2 separate regions of the Mus musculus genome follow, and region 1 is linked to region 2. A link is a contact called in public HiChIP or PLAC-seq data. All regions are on one chromosome and are shown on one strand. The core of a region is the stretch at or near the end of the contact, and the rest is flanking DNA. Distances in the headings are between cores, read along the strand shown.

Region 1 (4,963 bases), core at 2,288-4,787, 160 kb after region 2:
GTTGCTGTCTTCAGACACACCAGAAGAGGACATCGGATCCCATTACAGATGGTTGTGAGCCACCACATGGTTGCTGGGAATTGAACTTAGGACCTTTAGAAGGGCAGCCAGTGTGCTTAACAGCGGAGACAACTCTACCCCCAAACTCAATCTTAACAGTCTTACTCCCTGGCCTGACTGCAGTGGTCCGCAGGGAGCACTCTAAACAGTTATGAACATTTGCAATGCCTAGATAATTCCTTCTCCCCCTCCTTCTCTTCTCCTGTATACCACTTTGGAATTATTGGAGATTCCAGATCTTGAAGAGGGAAGGAACAGAGTTTGGCAGTGGGCTGGGGGTGGGTAGCAGGTAGGGGTTGCCACATGCCCAGCATGGTGGAGGAGAGAGGTTTGGGCAGGTGAGTAACCAGGGAACTTCTCCCAGTCCATATTAAACTTTAGTTTTCTGGGAAGGAAATCTGTTCTTCCAAATGCTGGTAATTCCTTGCCCACAAAAGACAGATATTTCCCCAGCCAGAGGACCGTGAACGACCCCGCCCAGGATATCCTGCATCTTGGGCGCCGTGGCTCTGCCACTCACAGATGAATCAGGTAGACTCCCTGGTAGCTGTAACCCAGCACTGCTTCAGAGCCTGTGGTGATCTGCTCCACCTTCAAAGCAGTGTTTTTCTTACCTGAAGACTGTCTCCACCACTGAGGGCAGTTAGAACAGGGGTTCTCAACGTGTGGGTCGCGACCCCTTGGGAGGGGATGATCTTTTCTCAAAGGTTCCCCCCCCCCAAATGAGATCAGGTTGCCACTGGAAAACAGATATTTGCACTATGATTATAACAGTAGCAAAGTTACAGTTAATGAGGTAGCAACAAAAATAATTTTATAGTTGGGGATCATCACAACATGAGGCATAAAGAGTCACAAGATTAGGACCCAGGCTCAATTCCTAGCATCCCCATGGCAGCTCACACCTGTCTGGAACTCCCCGTTCCAGGGCGTCTGACACCTTCACACATCATGTAGGCGAAACAGCAATGCCCATGAAATAAAGTAATAGTGGTAGTCATAGACATGCACAGTCTGTCTAGGGATGATCCCCTAGGAAATGTCCTTTGGTCACTGCTCAGGCCCTAAGGGCCCTGATCCTTCCAATTCAGGATGGCAAGTCATCTTAAAGTTATCTTAAACTGAAAGGGGTTGGACGGCCACCTCAGCTGAAAAGATCTGCAGGCCCTCAACTCGATGATGGCATGGCCTGGACTAAAACCCTGTCCACTATTCTAGGTTGCCTTGAGAGGTGACAACACAGCCTGCCAATACTCCTGATGTACTTGAACCCGAAGATGTGATGACTTGGGTGTTTCTACTGCCTACTCTGAATTGGAAGCCTTTGAAGGAAGGCGGTTGGAGAACGAATCACAGGAGATCACGATACAACTCTGCCAAAAGTCGCTCTGAACTCAGACCCCAACTACTTTAACATATTGGAGAAGTTCTAAAGTCGCTAAAAGCTTTCAAAGTAACTTTCTATCAAAATACTAATTGAACGCAGTTAAGTTTACGCTAACAAGTTTATAGTATTAAAATATCAAAACACAGTTAATTTTTGTCTCATGTTGAGCCAAATGGTGCACTATCATGATATTTATTTTCGTGTATTAATTTTCAGTTTCCTGGAACTAATTATTGTTGGGTTTTTCTTTTTTCTTTCCTTTGCTTGGATTTCTTTGAACTTTTGAGTGACTCTCCCTACATCCTTTAATACAGATATTTTTTTCCCCCTCAGGGCTGGTTTCCCCATTAGTAAACCTGTCTGCTTAGTCTCTCAGTTTGACATATTCCAAAAGATAGCACTTCTAAAGACACTCTTCCTTTCATACTTTCTAGCACCTGTGGCTCTCTAGGACTCTTGGTCACCGTTAAGATAACCAAAGCAACCTAACAGTGGTTCTCAACTTTCCTAGTGCTGCGAATTTTTAATACAACTCTTCATGTTGTAGTGATCCCCCGGCCATAGAGTCATTTTTGTTGCTACTTCATGACTGTAATTTTGCCACTGTTATGAATTGTAATATAAATATCTGTTTGGGCTGGAGAGATGGCTCAGCAGTTAAGAGTGCCGACTGCTCTTCTGAAGGTCATGAGTTCAAATCCCAGAAACCACATGATGGCTCACAACCATCTGTAATGAGATCTGATGCCCTCTTCTGGGGTGTCTGAAGACAGCTACAGTGTACTTACATATAATAAATATCTGTTTGCCAAGACCCTTGGGTGTTGAGCCTAGAGGGATCGAGACCCACAGGTTGAGAAACACTGAAATAGACGCTAGCGATTGTTCCATTCTGGCCTGAGTCTTCAGCTTCCATGCTTCTGTTCAGCCATCTTCTTTCATGTTTCCTTAAGAGGATCTTGTCGATAATGAAAGACAGAGCAAAACGTGAGTGGAGGAAGAGATGTGTTACTGTTAACTTTGCCTGGACCCTGGCCATGTTCCATTTTGACACTGTTGTTGTCTGAGGTGATTTGAATTTTGAGAGTTTTTTGGGTTTTTTTTTTTGGCCAGGTTGTTATTGAAAGAAATATTATGGTGTATCTGATTTTACTCAGGCTCAAACGTTCTATGATAGCTCAAAAGAGCAAATTAATTAGGAGAGGAGAACCCTTCAGCGTCTCTAAACTCTTGCTTCTCCATTCTGAGCCAGGCTTCTGTGCCAAGGTCTTCAGTACCAAGGTCCCGAAGTCCCCGGTCTTGAATATAAAGTCAGGGGAAGGCTGCCTGAATCTATTGTTGTGCTAATGGCTACACCTGAAGATTTGCTATGGAGATTTAACATTTCTCTTGGAGGGGTCATACCTTACCATTTCTTTTTAATTTTAAAAATTTATTTATGAATACGTATTTTATTAATCTCTAGGAAATCCCATATAAAAATACTTTAATCATATTAACCCCCTGAACTCCTCCACCTCTGCTCCCTTACCCACCCCAACTTCGTGTCTTTTTTTAAATTATTATTAGTTTTAATTTAATTACCCATCAGCTCCAAATTTAGAGACATCACATTTTAAATTGCACTGGAAATTCTGCTTTAGGGAAATACGAGTTAATTGTTTCAGAAAAGTAGAGCGAGGTGTGGGTGTAGGAGGCAGAGGGAAGAGCTGTCCCACAGGCCAGCAGTCAGTCCCTCAGCTCATGCAGAGGGCAGACAGGCTTCCATTGGCAAGCTGTTGGTGGGAAGGTGGTACCAAGATGAGACTCGTGCATCTGGATCCATCTCTTCATCCTCACCCAGGCTTTCTCCTAACCAACTCACCTTTGGGATGTTCTAGCTTTGTTTTATGCCCTGGCAGCAAAAAAACAAAAACAAAAAACCAGATCCCAGAGTGAGGAGACTTGGCTCTTAGCTCCTGCCCAAGTCAGGGTCGTGACAGTGAAGGCTCCTTACTAGAGCTGCCTCTCATTCAGGAGAATCTTACCTTCTTCACTCTTATCCTGCTGACACAAGGACGCCAGCACCACCCTGTGGCACCTAGGTAACAGGGAATCCACCCCGTGCCCACAAGGGAGGGGCTGCTGAGATCTCTCTGGCCAGGGCTGGTTGGAAGAGAGACCTGGTCAGTGTTGGGTATGGTAGAGCACCTGAAGTCTCTAAGCGGCTCCCAGCTGTTTAACACGCCTAGACAGCAGGGTTTCCTCTCCCATTCCAACTTGCCTGCTTTGCAAAGGGAACTGAGAGAGAGGCTAGACCGGGCTGAGGCAGTATGGGCCTCACAGGGCATCACAAGCCTGTATGCCAGATGCTATTGTCTCCAGCTGCCTTTCCTTTCTCTCCTTCATGTCAGTCCCTCTCTTGGCCCCCTTTTCTTCTCTGTTGGAAGCTCTAAAATAACAAGACAAACTTTGACCTCTGAAGGTCAGAGCTGGACACTTTGCTTGGCTTAGGCTCTGCAGGACTGTGCTATGTGTGTTCATTTTCCATTATCATGTGACAGAGGAGAAGGCCTGGTTCATCTCCCCAGTGGGCTCCACAGCTCCATCAGTGACCAAACGCATGGGTTCACATTGAGTTAACCACACATGTTTTTATCCTCCAGGTTCTGAGAGAGACAACCTATGACCTTGAACTTGTCCTCAATAATATAAATATTCAAACTCAACAGTAGATCAAAGTTATATTGTGTGAATGCAGAGAAGAAAGAACCAATCCAAGAAGACCCCGAAGACAGTCACTAACTGCCCACCCTGTGGGAGAAGTGCTACCAAACTGCAGGAACCTTTGCTTTCTTTAGGTCTTGTGGTAGAAGGTGATTGTGGTGAAGTTCTTCCCAAATGATTTTGTGCATACCATACCCAATGAGTACACAGATTGGTGCCTGGAGAACCTTGGGTTTTATTGTGGGAGAAGGTGTGGGAATGGAATGGGAAGAGAGGAGAACTGGGACATCTGATGGGAATTAGCAATATGAGTGGAAATGCAACCTCTAAAAATAGACTTGTATTTCCCAGTTCTGCTCACATCAAAGCCAATGACGGGCAAGTGATGATAAGCCCTGCGCAGAACCAGAAGCCTCTGGAAAAGTGATGACTAAGTCTGGGGCTGGGAAAGGGAAAACACAAGGCGAGGCTGCAATGTTGCTGTATTCAAAGTAAACAGCACTCAAACCTGATAAGATGTCAAAAGACATCTCTCACAAGGAGCCACCTTGAACCACTTGAACCACTCACAAGGAGCCACCTTGAACCACTCACACTGGTTAACCCTGAAAGCACAAAGAATGGCGAAGGCTCCGAGAGAGGCTCAGGTGCTAGACTGCTTGCCTAGTGAGCCTGAAGCCCCACGTTCTATCTCCAGCACTCTATGCAGCGGGGCATAACTGTAATCTCAGCATTCAGGCACCGGGATTGAGAGTTTCAGGCCAGACAGGGATATATGAGACCCTGTTTCCAAAAAAGGATGAAGGAAGA
Region 2 (4,809 bases), core at 592-3,091:
AAATTAACATACTAACATGGCAGTTTCTGCATGCTACTGTAGCCACAGCAGCCGCAGAAATTTGGCAAATGGGAAGTTTATAAATCTGATTGTGTTCACTGCCGTTATTTGCCTTTCTCTGAAATTCCAAACCCACCTAATGGCTGCCTAGCACCATCACACAGCATAGCTTAGCACTGCAAATACTTTATGGAAGGCCTGGTGTGCGGCTTATGTGCTTTTTTTTTTAAAGATTTATTTATTTATTATATGTAAATACACTGTAGCTGTCTTCAGACACTCCTGACAGATGGTTGTGAGCCACCATGTGGTTGCTGGGATTTGAACTCTGGACCTTCGGAAGAGCAGTCGGGTGCTCTTACCCACTGAGCCATCTCACCAGCCCGCTTATGTGCTTTTAATCCTAACACTCAGGAGGCAGAGGTGGTAGGTCTCTGAGTTTGAGGCCAGCCTGGTCTACATAGAGTTCCAGTCCAGCCAGGGCTACATAGTGACACTTTGGCTCAAATAAATAAAGAAAAAAGGAAGAAAGGAAAATTTAAATAATAAAAAGAGGAGAAAGGAAAGAAGGAAGAAAGGGAGGGAGGGAATAAGGGAGCGAGGGAGGGAGGGAGGAAGGGAGAGAGAGAGGGAGGAAGGAAGGGAGAGAGAGAGAGGAAGAGAGAGAGAGAGGAAGAAGAGACATGCTTCAAGAATATTTTGCTTCCACAGTGAATGACTTAAAGGCTGATGCTTGTGAACAAGTGCGGCACACAGCACCCTGAGCTCACCCATAGTCCCCACAGAGGGAGAGCAGAAGGGAGCAGAAGGCACGGCTGAAAGCAGGCTTGGGAAATGGACATTTGAATAGAGAAGACTTGGGTAAAGACAGCTTAAAGGCTGTTAACCTTGGGAGACAAGTCAAAGAGGAAGCAAAAGGAAAACTTTTGTGTTTTAAAACAGAGTGTTTTTTTGTAGTGTACGCTTAAACTCCTGCCTCTCCTGTTCATGTGTTGGGGTTACAAAGTCCACCACCATGCCAGGGTTTCTAAGGTGCCGGGGGTTGAATCCAAGGCCTCATGCATGCTAGGCCAGCACTCTATTGATTGAAGCCCACCACTAGCCCTTTGTGTGGATTTTGACTAAGTTTATTGTGACTCTATCTAAAATTCTCTCCTAAGCTTCATCTAGAATTTTCCTAATGTGGTATTTTCACAGAAAGAGGAAAGTCTGGTGCCCAGTGTGGCTTGCTCAGTAAGTGCTTTCTTCTTCAATTCCCAGTAGCCAATTACTGGGGATTTGTTTGGAGGGCAAGTGTCCATCCTCAGTGTTGTCTTGGGCTTAGGACTTGTTAAAGTCTCTGAAGCGCTCTAGGAACCTTGTGTCAGCTTTGTGTCTTGAAGGCGAAGGAAAACCGATCTTCTGGTTTACTTTTGGATTTTGTAGAGCAACCCTGAGGTCCCAGGTGGATTTAGTGTTTGGAAAAGGGAACTTGGGGGACTAACGCTGCCTGAGCCCCCAGGTCACTCTTCACATTTACAAAAGCAAACCTGGTGTCCCCAGTTGCTTCTCTCTTGACTCTTATTTATCTTCTGTCTTGGGTCACTGCCCCTGAGGTGCATCAAAAGCAAACTCCAAAAGACCAAAAACAAAGAAAACTAAACCAGATTCAAGGAAAAATGACCCGGCACCGTGGATTTGGTTTTACAAAGGCTCCATAGAATGGCTTTAAGTCTGCCTGCATTGTGCTGTTTGCACAGAGTGATTCACAGGTTTGAGACTCCAAGAATCTACAGATTCTGAACAAGTCCATAGGATGGGACACTGTCAGCCAGTGAGATGGATCAGCATGGAGGAATTCTCAGTGATTCTGAAGTGATTCAACTATTTCCAGCATATATATGGGACCACTGTGCAACCATGGCATTCCTTAAGCTGATGGTTTTGTTTGTGGACACACAGGAAGCACCAAGGAAGTAAAATGTAGAACAGACTTACAGATGTTGGCAGGACTCCACCTGATGTGTTACAGTTGTTCTCCAGGGTAACTTTGAATCCTTACTGAAAAAGGGACGCTAATTTTAAGTGGTCTTTCAGACTGGGTTGAGATGGAATGGAAACGTGCTATTTTGTTCCTTGGTTTTATGTGATCCATACCTTGATTACCTCCCAAAAGACTTGAAGAAGCATCTTGCTTGGCTATTGGAACAAACCCACTTACAGAGCTTAATACTGATCCTTATTACCATGTGCCTTACTTTATCCTTTAATAAGCATTTGCGGAGTTGCTTTTGGATAATGTGGTGATGCTTTGTTTTTGTTCATGTTCAGGCTACATCTTTGAACTCTATGTATCCATGGTAACTAATAAATTCACGTGTTGAGACCATGTCTTACTGTCCCCCTCCCCATAGGACTAAAGGATTTATTGTTTTGTTTGTTCACTGCCATCTGAAGGAAGCAACACTTGAAATGGAGTGATGTTTTCTGTAATAGCGGCTTTAATATTAAAAATGCAGCATCCTGTGAAACCCGGACAGCTTGGAGAGGGAGTCCCCCCCAAGGAGAGGGGATCCCCAAGGAGAGGGAGTCCCCAAGGAGAGGGGGTCCCAAGGAGAGGGAGTCCCCAAGGAGAGGGGGTTCCCAAGGAGAGGGAGTCCCAAGGAGAGGGGGTCCCAAGGAGAGGGCATCCCCAGGGAGAGGGCGTCCCCAGGGAGAGGGGGTCTCCAAGGAGAGGGGGTCCCCAAGGAGAGGGAGTCCCCAAGGAGAGGGAGTCCCCAGGGAGAGGGTTCCCCAAGGAGAGGGAGTCCCAAGGAGAGGGCGTCCCCAGGGAGAGGGGGGTCCCCAAGGAGAGGGGGTCTCCAAGGAGAGGGGGTCCCAAGGACAGGGCGTCCCCAGGTAGAGGGGGTCCCCAAGGAGAGGGAGTCTCCAGGGAGAAGGCGTCCCCAGGGAGAGGGGGTCCCCAAGGAGAGGGAGTCCCCAAGGAGAGGGAGTCTCCAAGGAGAGGGGGTCTCCAGGGAGAAGGCGTCCCCAGGGAGAGGGGGTCCCCAAGGAGAGGGGGTTCCCAAGGCAACGGCAGGGTGTGGGGTGAAGGCCTGAGTGGAGCCCTGTGGGGCCTGGAATAAAGCGCTGGTCTTGTGTTACCCTTTCATTTCAGTAGAGATGTATTTTTCAAAAGGCTAGGCATAGTGGGGCAAAGCCTTTAATACCAACACTCAGGAAGCAGAGGTGGGTTGATCTGCTGAGCCGAGCCTGATGGACAGAGCACGCTCTGGGCCAGCCAAGGCTACATAGTGAGAAGATGTCTCAAAAGAACAAAACCAAAAAAACAAGATAAATAAGAAAGGACTTGGTGATTGTTAGGGATGGGTCCTTGGTCAGCTGTCCAGAATGCTAGAGCTTCGTCCTCCTGGGAGATGGTTTCAGTCCTTACCCCCAGGACTCTGATGAGATCCTGAGGGAATCCACCCTCTGCTGATGGCCCAGTGAAAGCCTGGGAGAGGAGACAGAGGAAAGTTCGTTACCAGCATGGCCAAGATTGGTTTGTATCCACTTAGTCCAGCAGCATTGTGGCTTTGAAAGATCCTTATGTACATGGAAAGGAGATGTTTAAGCATGCGGTGTGCAGTCACCGTTCTTCCTCCCTGCTCACGGCCACGGCCATTGTCTTTAAGACATAAACACTGAAGTGGTACTCCAGTGCACAGCCGTGTGTTCAGAGACTGAGAGCACCAGGCGGCTGTGGTTTCCATCGGTTTTACATGCTAAGCTGACAGTAGCTTCCCCTGTATTAACAGAGCTCAATTACTAGGATTTGTGTGGATAATTTTTTTTAAAATTACTTCTCTATGTTAGCTTCAAAATACAACTTATTTCTGTGTTAATTTGTCACCACTTAGCAATGTACACTCCTGAGGAGAGGGACAGTGTCTAGTTTTTAATACTGTCTTCTCGCGCCTGCTATGGAACATAGTTCATTGTAGGTGGGCCATAAACGTTTGTCGAATGGCTAGGTAAATTTTATCTAGGTATCTGTTGTTGGTGTTTGAGTTCCTTAAACTTTAACATGCAGGTGGTTTCCATAAATATCTACAAATTACGTGACACATATTTTATAAAGTATTTAATGTTAATGTGAAATATATAGATTAGAGTCTGGCAGGAACATTAAACTTTATGTTTCCTGTAATCTCTAGTGATTTGCAATGATTATCTGCATGTGGTGTCTGGTCATGTATACAAATTATCAGCCAAGTATTTCTACTTAGGAAAGACTTTCTGTGCCGGAGAGGCATCCTGTGTCTTCACAGTTGGAGTTGGTTCAGTGGATAGGTTCCCTCTTTCTCATCTGGAGGTGGCGGTTCAGCCTTAGAGAGAAAAAGCCTCACGCACAGATTCCCTCCTCGCCTATCTCCCAAAGGTCACTTGCTAGTTTCAGCCAGTGTAGCGTGGGTACTGTGCATGACCACATTTATGTATGGAATCACACAGACCAGAAAGAGGATTCTCCACTGTAGACAGTTCTGACAGCCATGTAGAGACTGTTTGTTAATGGGGTATGTTTAAACAAATACATAAATGGTGTTTTGTTTTTGTTTGTTTGTTTGTTTGTTTGTATATTTTTTGAGACAAGGTTTCTCGGAGATCCCTGGTTGCCCTGGAACTCACTCTGTAGACCAGGCTGGCCTTGAACTCAAGAGATCTGTTTGCCTCTGCCTCTCAGGTGCTAGGATTAAATGCGTGTACCGACAGCAGCCGTAAATGTTATTTTTAACTCTAGTACTAATGTCCACTGTAGAATATTATAACAATAAAGAAAATAAGTTATTT

The links. HiChIP or PLAC-seq counts read pairs in DNA pulled down with a chosen protein or histone mark.
Region 1: an HNF4G HiChIP or PLAC-seq map of pancreatic cancer cells shows a contact between it and region 2. The contact joins two enhancer-like sites. A contact is called at or near these places in 3 of 39 promoter capture datasets (Sertoli cells, cranial neural crest and pre-B cells), 1 of 484 Hi-C or Micro-C datasets (nephron progenitors), 2 of 115 datasets of contacts at active chromatin or transcription factors (embryonic fibroblasts and pancreatic cancer cells) and 1 of 9 other capture datasets (embryonic stem cells).

Annotation. Positions count from the first base shown.
Region 1 is chr19:37,833,579-37,838,541 of GRCm38.p6, forward strand. No RefSeq gene overlaps it. Among named protein-coding and RNA genes, the nearest start is that of Cyp26a1, 140 kb to the left of the region's middle. Within about 2 kb of position 3,538, at least 7 of the 459 cell types and tissues checked have an H3K27ac peak or open chromatin away from gene starts, as enhancers often do. A contact at or near this core is called in pancreatic cancer cells, where this site is marked.
Region 2 is chr19:37,674,925-37,679,733 of GRCm38.p6, forward strand. The region is part of intron 20 of Exoc6 (exocyst complex component 6); the gene reads left to right. Gm32342 (a long non-coding RNA gene) reads right to left here. Exons shown (of 3, transcript XR_003952929.1): 3 at 2,463-4,809. Among named protein-coding and RNA genes, the nearest start is that of Cyp26c1, 8.4 kb to the right of the region's middle. Within about 2 kb of position 1,842, at least 11 of the 459 cell types and tissues checked have an H3K27ac peak or open chromatin away from gene starts, as enhancers often do. A contact at or near this core is called in pancreatic cancer cells, where this site is marked.